Regions from separate parts of the Mus musculus genome. Here all the other regions are linked to region 4. A link is a contact called in public HiChIP or PLAC-seq and promoter capture Hi-C data. All regions are on one chromosome and are shown on one strand. The core of a region is the stretch at or near the end of the contact, and the rest is flanking DNA. Distances in the headings are between cores, read along the strand shown. Region 1 overlaps Egf (epidermal growth factor). Region 2 has its middle 110 kb from the start of 6330410L21Rik. Region 3 holds the start of Enpep (glutamyl aminopeptidase). Region 4 holds the start of Alpk1 (alpha-kinase 1). Region 5 overlaps Elovl6 (ELOVL family member 6, elongation of long chain fatty acids (yeast)).

Region 1 (2,700 bases), core at 124-2,623, 1.9 Mb before region 4:
GCTGGCCTCTAACTCACAGACATCCTCCTGCCTCTGCCCCCTGAGTGTTGGGCTAAAAGGTGTTGGCTGCACGGAGAGATGGCTTAGCTGTTAAAAGAATAGGCTCGTAACCAAAAATGTGAGAGAGGATTTCTAACAAGATTACAGCAGGTGTTCTGGTTTGTCTCGAGAGCTAGAGGCGTGGCTCAGAGGTGCTTGTGTAACACATGTGAAGCCAGAGGTTCAATCTCAGGACTTGCAGAAAATGAAAGAATTAAAAACTGTAGGAAACAAAGAACAGAAGTTCCTTTGATTCATTCAGGACAGCCGTTCAAAGCCTTCGCCTCCATTAGGCACAAAGGAACTGTGCCTTAGGAACTGTGAACTATCAAGATGAAGAAGCCAGTTCTTGCTGACCAATAGACCATGGTCTGGGAGAAAGGCAGCTTTGATAAGAGAGAAACACAGGCAGATGTGCGGCATGAGGAGCAGAAACACAACAAAGCCAAGAACTGGGGGGAATGTCTGCTTGAGGCCTTGGGCAAGGTTTCCTAAAGGAAGTGTCATTTGGGTGGGACTGTAGAGAATGAATCCATATTAATTAAACAGAGATGTGAAGGGGCAGGGAGCATCCAGGTATGAGCAAGTCGTGGATCTGTGAAGTGGTGGGAAGCAGTGCTGAGTACAGGCTGCGTGTGAGCAGAGAAACCACACAGTGCACAGACAGGGCGGCTCAGGTCACAGGAGCCTCCTTCCCCACAGCTCTTGGGGCTACGCCCCATGTGATGGATGGTGTGGTCTGGTGAATGCGCCATTTCTGACTCTGGAAGCCACGTTCTCACTGCATCCTCAGTCTCTCCTCTGTGATTAGCCTGGTGCTCCTTCATCTGTTAAAGACGCAGCTCCATCAGGGTGCCCTCCTGTTCTTGTCTAACCTTAGTTAGCTCCTCACAAAGCCTGTCTCGGATCAGTCACTGGGTGGTTGGTTGTCGAGGTCTGCATGTACGGAGAGGCATCTCAGTGCCTTCTATTAGCAGATGAATCGTCTTATATTCGCAGGAAATGAAGTCTGAGGGTCAGCTATTGTTTTTACCTCCCTCTCTTAATCGTGCTAGCTGCTATTTTATGAACATTCAAAGGAAACAGTTGATATTAATTTATTAGTGCATTTTATGTCTAAAATATTAGCATTTTACCATTAATTGGTATTTTAAATGTTTATATTTTAACTTGCACACTAAGACTTAAAACTCTGGTGTGTATTTTGAACTGACAGCACCATCTGGACCATAAGACTTGATGCAGTTTAGAGAGCCTAATACTCCCAGAGGGCAAGTCTCTCCATACTGGACAGCACAGCTGTCGGCAACAGAAAAGCCTCTGGCCTGCCCCTGAGTGGCACAGTCACGGGCTCATCACTGTGTGGCCTAGGGAACAGGAGAGGCTCTGGTGTTTGGGAGCGGCCCAGAGGAGATCTGAGATGTTGGAATAGACCGAGGCAGCTCTCCTGAAGGTAACTCAGTGCAGACAATGGGAAGACCTATTTGTTTGGGCAATAACAGCTGAGACAGACATGGGTTGGCAGCAGGGCTAAAGGAGGGGCCTAGTTCTTTATATAGCTCATACTATATAGAGATAGAGTTTCTCTGTGTAGCCTTGGATGTCCTGGAGCTCACTCTGCAGACCAGGCTGGCCTCAAACTCAGAGATCTGTTTGCCTTTCTCTCCCTAGTGCTGGGATTAAAGGCGTGCACTGCCATGCCTGTCCTGACATGCCATTTATGTCAATGAATAAGCTTCTAGTTGCAAAAGTGAAGTCCGAGTTTTAGGATATAAAATGCCATTTGCTGGAGGTGCTTTACCGATCTTCGGTCTGGAGAAGTCTCGATGTCTTTCCTTACAAGTGAAAAGAAAGCCTTTCAGGAGCCCGGGAGTCCAGCAATAGGTGTGCAGCCATGGACCTAGCAATCTTTTATTTCTAGCATTCATGACAGCCCCCCCCCCCCCCAGCATGCATAGGGCCCTGAACATGAAGCACCACACAGGTGAAGAAACCTTCTATACGGCTGGACTCTGTGGATTCGTAACCCTTCCTTCCCTTCCCTGCACCCCTTTCTCTTCCCACGGACTCCTGGGACAGATATTGACGAGTGCCAGCGGGGGGCGCACAACTGCGGTGAGAATGCCGCCTGCACCAACACGGAGGGAGGCTACAACTGCACCTGCGCAGGCCGCCCATCCTCGCCCGGACTGAGTTGCCCTGGTAGGTGGATGCGAGGTCCAGATCAACCGTGAGGAACTAACTTGGTTCAAGAAATCTTAGGCTGCTTTTGTTTGCCTTGCGGATTCTTTAATCTGGCTGGAGACTAGATTTCACCACCGGATTGGTGGTGGACTGCGGAGTTTGTGGTCATTCTGGTTTTGTTCATTTCACAGCATCAGCGATAAGATGCTGATGATGCTGATGCTGATGATGATGATGATTAACTCCTCCCCTTCTTCCTCCTCCTAACGGTTCAGTATAGGGGTTTCTTCTTAACTCTGTGACTCCTTTTCCACTGGTTGGTTGTTTTCAGAGGCTGTGGAAAAACTTAGCTGGGCTAGACAGGTCAAAACTATGTCTAGACTTGTAATAGTATATTTTGTTTATTTCCATATATACAAATTTAAGACTAGCTGGGCATGGTGGTAAGTGCCTTCAATCCCAGTACTTGGGAGGTAG
Region 2 (2,700 bases), core at 111-2,610, 1.9 Mb before region 4:
CTTCCTGATTGCACAGCAGAGAGCTCTTTTGGTTTGTTTGTTTGTTTGTGTGTTTGTTTTTGTTGCTGTTGTTGCTTTGTTTTTAATTTGTTTGGTTGGTTTGGTTTTTCGAGACAGGGTTTCTCTGTGTAGCCCTGGCTGTCCTTGAATTCACTCTGTAGACCAGGCTGGCCCTAAACTCAGAAATCTGCCTGCCTCTGCCTCCCAAGTGCTGGGATCAAAGGCATGTGCCACCACTGCCCGACTTCAGCAGAAAGCTCTTAACTGCTGAGCCATCTTTCCAGCTCCAAAGTGCCTAGTTTAGAAATTAATTTTAAAGCTCACAGCTATAAGAACCAAGTATGGGTGCCTTAGATTTCCAGGCACATAAATATTTATTGACTGAATAAATCAATGTTTGCCCTTGCTGAGACACTATGCCCCTCATCGTTCTTCCTACTTTATGTAGAATAAAATATTAAAATTATGATCACAACGCTTCTTTTAAATGATTTAACTGAAATGTAATTAAGCAACTGTCATTATCGTTTGTAGGATGTCGTGCAGAGGGCTTTGTGAGATTTCTCTGAAGCCTGACCTGCTTCTGTAATGGTGAAGGAACACGTTCGATGCCTCGAGGTTTACCTCAACCTGACTGTACAATTAGATTTCTGCTCTTTGAGTTGGCTCACTGTGTTAACTGGGGGATAAAATGGTCTTGTAGGACTTGATCAGAGAGATATTGCAGAAAGGGGGAAGGGACATGCAAAGCTCTTTGGCCATCTTACTGTGTGTTCCTGGTGCAGCTGTTGACTGAAATGATTTCTACATGCAGACACACATAGGGTCTTCAGTCTTAGGAATATCTATATTTTCAACCTGACAATGTAGTTCAACTCAGATGGTGTCTAAAATATATGAGTAATTTAGAGTTGTCGGAAATACTCATGTTTTGCCTCTGAAGGAAGCTTTGAGTCTTTGGGGGAATGGTTGGATCTGGGCTTGGGCCTACAAAGCACTCGGCTAAGAAGAAAAACAGAAGTTGTCCCAGGCTACCGAGGACACAACAAGAAACTATGGAAGCCATGCTCATAGGTGGCAATCTAAGAAGTCAAGAGCTGTCAAGGACTCCAGTTGGGTCAAATGCATTGAATATGGAGACATCAATGCATTCATAAAGGTAATGAAAGAGTAGAAGAAAAAATTCAGGACTCATGAATATTAGACTGTGGTCTGCAGGCTGGACGCTAATGAAGGCTCAACTCCATTGACCCATTGCCCAGGGGCAGCTATTATCATTGAAATGCAGTCATGTAATCTAACGGTAAAACAATGCAGAAGTGGAAAGTGCGTGGAGATCTTAGAGGCAATGTATGTCTAACAGAGACGAGCTTTATATAATCCCCACAGTTAACACAAACCGCCTTGTTTAAGCTCCATAACAGCTTGCTGACTCTGTGCTGACAAATTAGTAAAGGCGACTTCTTGGCTGACAGCAGGGACACTTTCTTCCCGTGGCTTCCTTACAGATACTTTAAAAACGGAAGCTTAGTGACTAGCTTGTGTCGGGTCATACTTCTCAGTGAGTAATATGTGGTCACGGAGCTGGACGACAGGTTCATGTTTAGTTAGCTTAGCATTTTACAGGAGAAATCCAGCTGGGATGTTTTGAAAATAATCTTCAGGGACTTGGCTATGTTCTCTCTCTCTCTCTCTCTCTCTCTCTCTCTCTCTCTCTCTCTCTCTCTCTCTCGCTCTACTTTCTTTTGTTCCTCCTAGGTTTGGTCTGTTTAGGTATCGTGGAGTCTGACCTTCAACTCTCAGCAATCCTGCATCTTGACTTCCAGGCATTGGTAAGAGGCCCGACAAGCTTGCCCATCAAAACCACGCTAAAGTGGGATGGAAAGCCATCCCACTTTACATTCAGGTTATTTAAACTTATACAATAGCCTGGCAATTGTAAATTGTGTTATAAAGAAGTTTAAGCTACATTTAAGCTACAAAATACAGAAGTTACCCTCTACTGCTTAAAAAATTCTTTTTTTTTTTTTTTTTTTTTGCCCTCACGATAGTTATGTTAGAGGTGCGCCTATAGTGAAAACAAAACAAAACAAACAAATAAAATGACCACCATCCCAGGGCAGGTTAGAAAGACATCAGTCAGCAGTGGACATTCAGGGGAAGCCCTTCCCCCTGCCCCCCAAAGGTCTTGGCTTATTTTATGTGAATGAATCTACAAAACCAAATGGAAACAAGAATGTCAAACCAAACATTAAATCACTTGAGTTGAAATATGGTATAATTATTGACATGTATTTTTGTGTATTGACACCTACATCTGATTCTCTAAGTTTTGATTATAGTTCATATTTTGAACAAAGAATGGGTAGGAAACTTTACTGATGGATGTTTCCAGTATGATTGCTTGGAGTAAGTTGTAACATCTGGAGAAGAGAAAGAAACAGCAGAAGATGCAATGATACTGACTAGCATTCATTCATCCAGAAGTTCCAGGTATCAACAACTATGCTAAAGGCTCCATACTTACTGTCTATGTCAGAACTATGCTAAAGGTTCCATGAGTAGTATCTATGTCAGTCCTCTATCCGGTCAGAACCATCTTTTGCACAAATGAAAAACCGAGGCCCAGAATGGTCAAACACCTATCCCCATCTCCAGACCTGTACCCTCAAGCCTGAAAGAGGACACTTGTTAATCCCA
Region 3 (2,700 bases), core at 24-2,523, 1.6 Mb before region 4:
GCCTACACCTCTCCAACACTGGCATTCCGAGTTTTATACCATTATACTTGGGCTTGTTTGTTTGTTCGTTTGTTTGTTTTTTTTTTTTTAATGTGGGTACTAGTAACCAAACTCAGGCCTTCGTGCCTGCTGCAAGGCACAAACTTACTAAGCCATCTCCCCAGACAGAGATTTTAATGTTATCTTACCTAGACCATGGGAATTGCTCTTTGGAAAATGCTAAGCCTTTAATAATCATTTAATCTTGAATATTCCTTCTCTTTATATAAGAAAATCTGTGCAGTGCAGTAACTACATGGCCCTTCAACTCAGACACCAATTCTGCTACTGCCAGCTGCGTGTCCTTCACCATCTCTATAACAGGCAGCCAAATAGAATCAATTGCATGGGATTGTGGGAAAAAATTTGTATGCTAGTTTCTATAAAGTACCTTATAGAAAATACTATATATAATTCTCAAAACCTCCATAGCTACATTACGTTTGCATTGCCATTGTCAGCAATGGCTAGTGTTTGCAACTTGGCTACTCATAAGAAGTTGTAATCCTCTATGCATACCTTCACTCCCTACCAATGACATCATTGCTAATGGCTCTCTGGTAGGGCCAGCCATTACAGCTGCTATCTGCTCCAAAGCTGACATACTATTCCTAAGTTTGCAGAGCATACTCTCGTTTTGGGACAAACTCTCAGACTTTCCAAAGTTCCCCCTCCCCCCCTCACTCTCCTTCCCCTTTTTCGGCTTTCCTGACCTGGCCAGTTGCTTCGCATTTCCCCTTCTGCCTTCCATCTACCTGCCTTGGACTACCTGGTCCTGTAACTCTGTCACTGACTGACTAAATGATCCTTAAACTTAGAAACTCCTCCAAGTATCGAACTCTAAGATATGATTTCCGCAGAGGGCAGAAATGGAATGTTTACATAATTTGAAGGAAAAGAGGAGGAGAAAAAAAAAAAAAAAACAACAAAAAAATCACGCTTAGCTTCTTTGGCAAGCAACCTAATAAAATAGTGAAATTTAAGAAGCCCTTTGGCTGAGAGAGCCCGGCTGCTCACACAGCAAGAAGAAGCCCTAGATCTGATGGCAAAGGTTGCGTTTTCTATCGTAAGCACACCTCTTTGCCAAGTGATTTCTCTGAAGCTGACAGAGGTTTGGCAACATCTCCACCTCTCCCAACCCCCACCCCTTTGCTGTATTGGCCGATAAGCTCAAGCCCTGTTTTATATTTAACTCGCTCCAGTTCAGAAGGGGCAGGCCTGGGGAGACGCTGTTTATATAGCGCTGAGCCAACATTCTCATCAGTCCTCCTCCTTCAAGTCAGCTTCTCTTCTGCGTCTCCATCCTACTCCTTGGTCTCCGCATTCATCCTGGAGTGGCCGGTGGGGACGAGCAGGACCGGGAAGAGGGAGAGGTGTGGGAAAGCGAAGCCAAGCTGCCAGGGATCGGACGCCTTCCAATTGAAAAGGGAAGTCAGCTGACAAGGAAAGTTAGTTAAATTTAACATCCTTTCATGTGTAACATCTGACTTCGGGGGAGAAAATGAACTTTGCAGAGGAAGAGCCCTCCAAGAAATACTGCATTAAAGGCAAACACGTGGCCATCATCTGTGGAGTAGTGGTGGCAGTTGGATTAATAGTGGGACTTTCTGTGGGTTTGACCAGGTCGTGTGAGCAGGACACAACCCCAGCTCCTTCCCAACCTCCTCCGGAAGCCAGCACTGCCCTCCCTCCTCAGGACCAGAATGTCTGCCCTGACAGTGAAGATGAAAGCGGAGAATGGAAAAACTTCAGGCTGCCTGACTTCATCAATCCAGTTCACTACGACCTGGAGGTGAAGGCCCTGATGGAGGAAGACAGGTACACGGGAATAGTGACCATCTCTGTCAACTTGAGCAAACCCACTCGTGACCTATGGCTCCACATCAGGGAGACCAAGATCACCAAGCTGCCGGAGCTAAGGAGGCCCTCTGGGGAGCAGGTACCAATTCGACGGTGCTTCGAGTATAAGAAGCAGGAGTACGTGGTGATCCAGGCTGCAGAAGACCTTGCGGCCACCAGTGGGGACAGTGTCTATCGGCTGACCATGGAGTTTAAAGGCTGGCTGAACGGTTCCCTTGTGGGTTTTTACAAAACCACCTACATGGAGGACGGGCAAATCAGGTATGTGCTGTGTGGTGCTGTGTGTGTTACTGTGTGTAGTGCAGAGCTGTGTTATGCTGTGTGTGGTGGGACGAGGTGTGATACAGTGTGGTGCTGTGCTGTGTTGTGTTGTGTTGTGTTGTGTTGTGTTGTGTTGTTTTGTTCTGTGTGCGGTGCGGTGCGGTGCTGAGCTGTATGTGCTACTATGTGCAGTGTGGTGCTGTGTTATGCTGTGTGTGGTGGGACGAGGTGTGATGCAGTGTGGTGCTGTGCTGTGTTGTTCTGTGTGCGGTGCAATACAGTGCTGTGTGGTGCTTCCTCTGAACCCAGTTTCTGCAGTGTTTATTTTTGCCTTTTCTCTTTGCTTCCCATCTCTTGTGTTTTGTGGGTCTGATCCCTATCTGCCCTTGCTTTCAATTCTGCTTGTTCATCTGAGAAGTAAGATGTTTTGCCTTCTTGTAATTTGAAAATGTATCACCAACTCGAAGTTGTAAATACAATGCCAGTTGTAGAGAATTCAGTAATAGTGAATAATTGTAAATACAATGCCAGTTGTAGAGA
Region 4 (2,700 bases), core at 122-2,621:
TTCCTTCATAGACTTTTCTCATAGTACAAAACTTGCTCTTATATCTCTGTGTTTTTCTCATTTATATACAGTAATATATATATATATATTAAAATTATTTCTCTTTTTTGCTACAGACACTATTGAATAAACATTCTAAAGACAGGCCTATTCAATGCTTACAATACATGTATTTTTAATTTGTAATTTATTTAAAAGATAAATACAAAGTTACATATTTGATGAATGCCGAATAACAGAGTGCTATTTAAAAGTGCATTTCTCAATGATATTTATGGTACTTAGAAGTTAGTTAACAGATGCACATTATCTATAGCTACAATAAAGTAACATTCCAAGAAAGAACATACATTAAAAAAGGAAACTCTAGTTATGTAAATAAATGGAAAGTTTTGTTATAGTAATTCTATGTTCTTACTTGAACAACTTTTTTTTTTTTCCTGTTTGCTTTTTCTTTTCCAAGACAGGGTTTCTCTGTGTAATCCTGACTGTCCTGGAACTCATTAGTTAGACCAGGCTGGCCTTGAACTCACAGGGATCTACCTGTCTCTACCTCCTAAATACTAGGATTAAAAGAGCACACCATCACTCTGGCTGGTCGAACAACTTCTAAAGTCATGGGTGAAGAATTATTGCCGATCACAAGTCAGTGTTTAGGCAATCTAGCTTTTGACCGCTTGGATCGTTCCTTCCACTTGGTTGAGAAGCAGAGCTGGAATCCGTCCAACTGGCTAAAGCATTTGCTGCCCAGGTGCGGAGAGATTTCTGTTCTCATTTCTTGGGTCATGTACCAAAGGCTTTACCCAAATGCTTCCTGTTGGTATTACTAGATCCATTCCTGCCCTGGAGAGTTGGCTCAGCGGTTAAGAGCACTTGTTGCTGTTGCCCTTGTAAAGATGCCCAGGTTCGATTCCCAGCACCCACACGGAGGCTCACCACCTCCTCAAATATGAAGGCAAAACACTCATACACATAAGATAGTAAAAATAAACCTTAAAAAGAAAAGAAAGTCCATTCCTATTCTTTCTAAAGAAACTTCCTCAGCACAGCAGGCTCAGAAAGGCTCGAGAAAGTTAAAATATTGTTGACCTCTTAAAACTTTTCCAATAAAAAATGTCTTTTTTTTGATAAACATTTTAACATCTTTTCATGTACTTTTGACATGTTTTTTTATCAAAACTTGAGTCTCAGATTTCATTTGCTTCGACCGTTGAAAGACAAACCAGTTATCAGACAAGTTCCTTTCCTTGTGAAAGTTCAGGGAAACTCCTTATTTGGAGTAGGGCAGAGATGGAGTCATCCAAGAGTGAAGGAAGAGACTGCCAATGAGAAAGCAGGAACATAATGACACTATTTTGATGTCATCAAAAGACAAGCTCTCCTTGTCCCCTTTTGGGGGTCGATCTCGGAATTGGAGCGCAGAGGAGAAGTAGGCGTCGCAGAGGCACGTGTATCAACACGTTTATTTGCACTTGAGGCCAAGCTGGGGTTTTCCTGGTGGACGGTGCCAGAGTCAGTAACACGACTCCCAGAAGACCTTTCCCGCAACAGTCCCTAACGGGGCGTGTCTTGGCGTGGCGTTAGACAAGCACGGTCTGAGCAAGGAAGGACTTTTCTTTTCAGATTCCCGTTTCCTGAAACAGAAGCTGTTGAGGAGAAACGCTGTGTTTCCGGGAGGTTGTACCGGAATAAAGACTCTCCCGGGTCAGACTGCTGCTCTGAAGTGTTATTTTCTGAGTGAGTATCAGCTTACAAATGAAAACTTGCAGGAGGTGCGGTGCAGATGCTCGCAGGATGGGGGCGGCAGAGTGTTCTCAAAGGTGATTGCGGTAGACTTGGTGCCACCTCTGTCTCTGTTGCTTTTAAGTAACTCTTGAGCCCTTAGAAAGGTTTGCGCTTCTAGAAGCTCCTCAGAAGGGACAGGGGGGAAAAAAGAGCAGAGGAAAGGCTACCTACAGTTCAGTTGTTGTGAAGAGGAGAAAAATATGAACCCTTTAATGTATATATATATATATGGATTAATAGCAATGTACTTAGTCACAGAACTTGCCAGACCTGCTAGCCTTACTGCTCACAAAATCAGTGTCTGATGAGGGCATTAAAGGATTGTGGGGACTACTGATTTGAAACTGGGTTTGGAGCACATAGGAAGCTATCAAAGACGCTGCCGCTTGCTTGTACGATGGAGTCAGTAATTTCTTGCCAGGGCACAGTTGTGTGAATGTCACTCAGCATACTTGGGGAGTAGGGACAGAAATTCTGGGTGTGGGCAAGTCTTGGTTACAAAGAAAGCGCACATAAAAAAAATTAAATTCCTTTGGGTGTCTAGGTAAAATGGTCCTATCATTAAAAAATTGTAACATTTGAAAGTAGCACTCTAGCCTGGAAAGTCACAAATTAAAACCTCTGAAGTTGTTAGTATTTACAGCAGGTACCAGCACAAAGGCAGGAGCAGATGAGCAGATTTTATGTCACAACACAATGTCACCTCCATCCTAATACTTGCTTCTTGGCATTTGAAAAAACTGTGTGCTTCTAACACTCCTAAAAGTGACAATATTGACCTTTGCCTGATGAGACGTCACAGCTAAAAACTATTTCAGAGTTTCCTGTGTCTGTTTGTTGCTTCTGCTCAAGCCTACACAGGTCTCCATGCGCCTTACTTTGCCCTCAATGTTCTTGAACATTTGAGAGCATTCG
Region 5 (2,700 bases), core at 15-2,514, 1.8 Mb before region 4:
ATTTGAAATCCTTGGTGTAAATTTGGTCTGATTTCTCAATTAAGTTCCTCAAGTTTTCATTCACTTTGTGACAAAGATCTCCAGTGTCTCTGCATTGCACATGAGGAAAAATGCAACCTACTTGGGACTTCACAGTGAGGCTCAATCAGTCCTACAGCCCAGAAGGCCCAGCATTACCGCTTCTCAACAGAATTCATACGATTTTGCCTTTAAAAAAATGTTCACTCCTTATTGAATAACTTACCTAAAGCTTTAGAAACACATTAAGAAGCAATAAAGGAAATGTATCTGCCTTCTAAGCAGGGCAGGACTACCAACAGATACAGTGACCTAAGCTGAAATAAAGTTAGAGACACCAACGCCCCAGGTTATGACTATTGATTCTGTTTCCCCTGAACAGCCTTCTGTAGGGCCACCACTCCCTTAATTATTCTGGCTGTGCCCGATGACCAAGTGAGCATGACCCTTGGGACAGCTGGCTCGGGATCAGTCAAGGTTTTCTGAGTTCACTTCACCATTGTATTTCAAGTCCCTAAGTATTTCTTCTTAAAGTCCCCAAGTGTTTCATCTTAAAACCGTTCTTTGAGGCTAACTTAACAAACGCCTCTCCTGTACCACAACACAGAACCTCAAGGATGGGGGAGAAGAGGAAGGTGGAAATCAAGGAAGTCTCCCAATGCTTCCTGGACTGTCAGCTAAAGAGCTTCGGAAACAGGTAGCAGCAGAATTACCCACAACCCACCTCTGTCTTGCTGGAAGGCCAAGGGCACCATGACATTAAATAGCACACACATCAAAGCTGGGAAAGGAAATTAGTAGCTCTGGAAGTTTTACATGTGTGCCTCTTCATATACAGATATGTTAACAAATAAAACATAATTGCTATTTTCTTAGAAGACTAGAAATCAACAGAACTTCAGACTTTATTAAGAACAACTGTGAGTTCTAGAAAGAACCAGAAACCAATGGTTCCGACTTGGATCCAGGCTTAAAGCAACCTTCCTGAGAAGCAATGACTGGGGTGACTAGCTAGTCACTGGAAATCTATAGATTTCTTTAGCCTTATAACGACAGTAATAGAACATAGATCTGTGTGGGTTTTCATGACTCACAAAATACTTGTCACTAACGTTACATGGATTTTCTTGACAGCAGAATTTTGTTGTTATAAAACACAATAACCTTGCTCTTCGTGACTGCCTTCCTCTTACGCTCACTACCCTGGCTAACAAGCTCTGGGGTAAGGCTGAGAAGGCAAGGTCAAAGTCACTCAGAAATGGAGCCAAATGACCTTTGCCCTAGAAAAGCCTCACTCTGGAACGTCAGCAACCCTGGCTTTTTATAAGCAAAACACATTTGAGTTTATGTTCTCATCTACCTAAATGAAAAAGGTAGAGCCAAGTCAGTACTAACAGATTCCTTTAATTTATTGATAGAATCAGTGGAATTTTTAACTATATGCCAACAGTAAAAGTTTAACATAGTTAGCAAAAATCTGACCCTAGATTTCCTTGACAACATGTTCCATGCCAACAGCATTCTGTTGTTGTGCTAGCAGAGCAAGCCAGAACTCCTAGACACTTGTCTTCAGGAACGATGGGACTGAACTGTGACTTCCGTAATGAGGTTGGAATTTAACGGAAGCACATATCATGGTTATGCAGCAAAATTTTAGCCTTTCACAAGTAAGAGTGAGGATCACAAAATGCATTAGTCTACTTATGACTAATGCATTACAGATCAGGGTTCAAAGCCAGACGAGTTCTGTTGTTGGAATCAGAGGTTTCTACCCAGCCAATGATCATTAAGTTCTCAGATTCAAGGCACAGAAGTTTTATATTTATGAGCCTTTAAAGTACTAGAGCTGGGCAGATATACTATCATGTCGATTTCCCTGGCAATAACTCAGATATGAGTAGTCTTGGGCCAGCCCTCATGCCTAGGTCTCATGATTCCTTACCCCATGGTGTCTTCACCTTCTTTCTCTTCCTCCCCCATGGTCCTCCTCAGACCCCAAGGCAAGGAATGAAAACTCTGCCTACCACTGCCTACCACTCTTCTGCCGCCCAGCTATAGGCTGTTGGCACCTTTATTCAACCAATAGTCTTAAGAGCTAGGTTACATAGCATCACTTGGTGTGAGTGAGGACTCTCATCCCCGTGGCAACCAGATCTTGAGGGCCAGTATTATTAACATTACAATACAGAGCAAAACACGAAACCTCAGCAAGTTCTTTATTCTTCCAACAGCTTCTGCTTCAATCCTTACATAGAGTTTTCCTGCTCCCTCATGTTTAGGTTCAGCAACGTAGCTTAAAGAGCCTGTCTGCCTTCTAGGAATGGCATGGGTCACCTTCAGATCACAGCCAATGGAAAGACCACTCACAAGATCGGGACCACTAACACTTCCTTCCTGAGGAAAGGGGCGGGGGGCTTGTGTGGTGCATGCAGTGGCATGCAAGAAACACATATGGCTCATGAGACGGTAGCGTGGGAGTCTGACCCCCAGGTTTAAGGGTTGCTGGGGGTATTAATAAGTAGTATTTGTCTTCCATAGTGTAGAAGCTTATAAAATGCCTACTCAAGTAACCCCTAACCCATGCTCCCGGAAGAAAGCCCAATTAAACGCATTGGTTCACTAAGTTGGACTTGATTCAAATTGGCTTTCGGTCAGCTGCTGGTCCCCCAGCTGGGAGAACAG

Evidence for each region. Promoter capture Hi-C pulls out the DNA fragments that hold promoters and counts their contacts. HiChIP or PLAC-seq counts read pairs in DNA pulled down with a chosen protein or histone mark.
Region 1: a promoter capture Hi-C map of cranial neural crest shows a contact between it and region 4. The contact joins the enhancer-like site here to the promoter of Alpk1 in region 4. A contact is called at or near these places in 4 of 39 promoter capture datasets (cranial neural crest, embryonic stem cells, hippocampal neurons and 1 more) and 1 of 115 datasets of contacts at active chromatin or transcription factors (large pre-B cells).
Region 2: a promoter capture Hi-C map of the HPC-7 cell line shows a contact between it and region 4, with 6 times the contacts expected there. The contact joins the enhancer-like site here to the promoter of Alpk1 in region 4. A contact is called at or near these places in 4 of 39 promoter capture datasets (the HPC-7 cell line, cranial neural crest, liver and 1 more) and 2 of 115 datasets of contacts at active chromatin or transcription factors (large pre-B cells and pro-B cells).
Region 3: an H3K27ac HiChIP or PLAC-seq map of large pre-B cells shows a contact between it and region 4, with 5 times the contacts expected there. The contact joins the promoter of Enpep here to the promoter of Alpk1 in region 4. A contact is called at or near these places in 2 of 39 promoter capture datasets (hippocampal neurons and liver) and 2 of 115 datasets of contacts at active chromatin or transcription factors (large pre-B cells and pro-B cells).
Region 5: a contact with region 4 is called in a promoter capture Hi-C map of liver, with 2.7 times the contacts expected there. The contact joins the enhancer-like site here to the promoter of Alpk1 in region 4. A contact is called at or near these places in 7 of 39 promoter capture datasets (the 3T3-L1 cell line, hippocampal neurons, liver and 2 more).

The regions. Positions count from the first base shown.
Region 1 is chr3:129,692,459-129,695,158 of GRCm38.p6, reverse strand. It overlaps Egf (epidermal growth factor), which reads left to right. Exons shown (of 24, transcript NM_010113.4): 19 at 2,119-2,241. Among named protein-coding and RNA genes, the nearest start is that of 6330410L21Rik, 60 kb to the left of the region's middle. Within about 2 kb of position 1,373, at least 9 of the 459 cell types and tissues checked have an H3K27ac peak or open chromatin away from gene starts, as enhancers often do.
Region 2 is chr3:129,642,206-129,644,905 of GRCm38.p6, reverse strand. No RefSeq gene overlaps it. Among named protein-coding and RNA genes, the nearest start is that of 6330410L21Rik, 110 kb to the left of the region's middle. Within about 2 kb of position 1,360, at least 3 of the 459 cell types and tissues checked have an H3K27ac peak or open chromatin away from gene starts, as enhancers often do. A contact at or near this core is called in the HPC-7 cell line, where this site is marked.
Region 3 is chr3:129,331,322-129,334,021 of GRCm38.p6, reverse strand. It overlaps Enpep (glutamyl aminopeptidase), which reads left to right and starts at 1,273. Exons shown (of 20, transcript NM_007934.3): 1 at 1,273-2,160. The coding sequence starts at 1,541.
Region 4 is chr3:127,779,198-127,781,897 of GRCm38.p6, reverse strand. It overlaps Alpk1 (alpha-kinase 1), which reads left to right and starts at 1,371. Exons shown (of 14, transcript NM_027808.1): 1 at 1,371-1,737.
Region 5 is chr3:129,581,220-129,583,919 of GRCm38.p6, reverse strand. All of the region lies in intron 2 of Elovl6 (ELOVL family member 6, elongation of long chain fatty acids (yeast)), which reads right to left. Among named protein-coding and RNA genes, the nearest start is that of Gm35986, 50 kb to the right of the region's middle. Within about 2 kb of position 1,264, at least 22 of the 459 cell types and tissues checked have an H3K27ac peak or open chromatin away from gene starts, as enhancers often do. A contact at or near this core is called in liver, where this site is marked.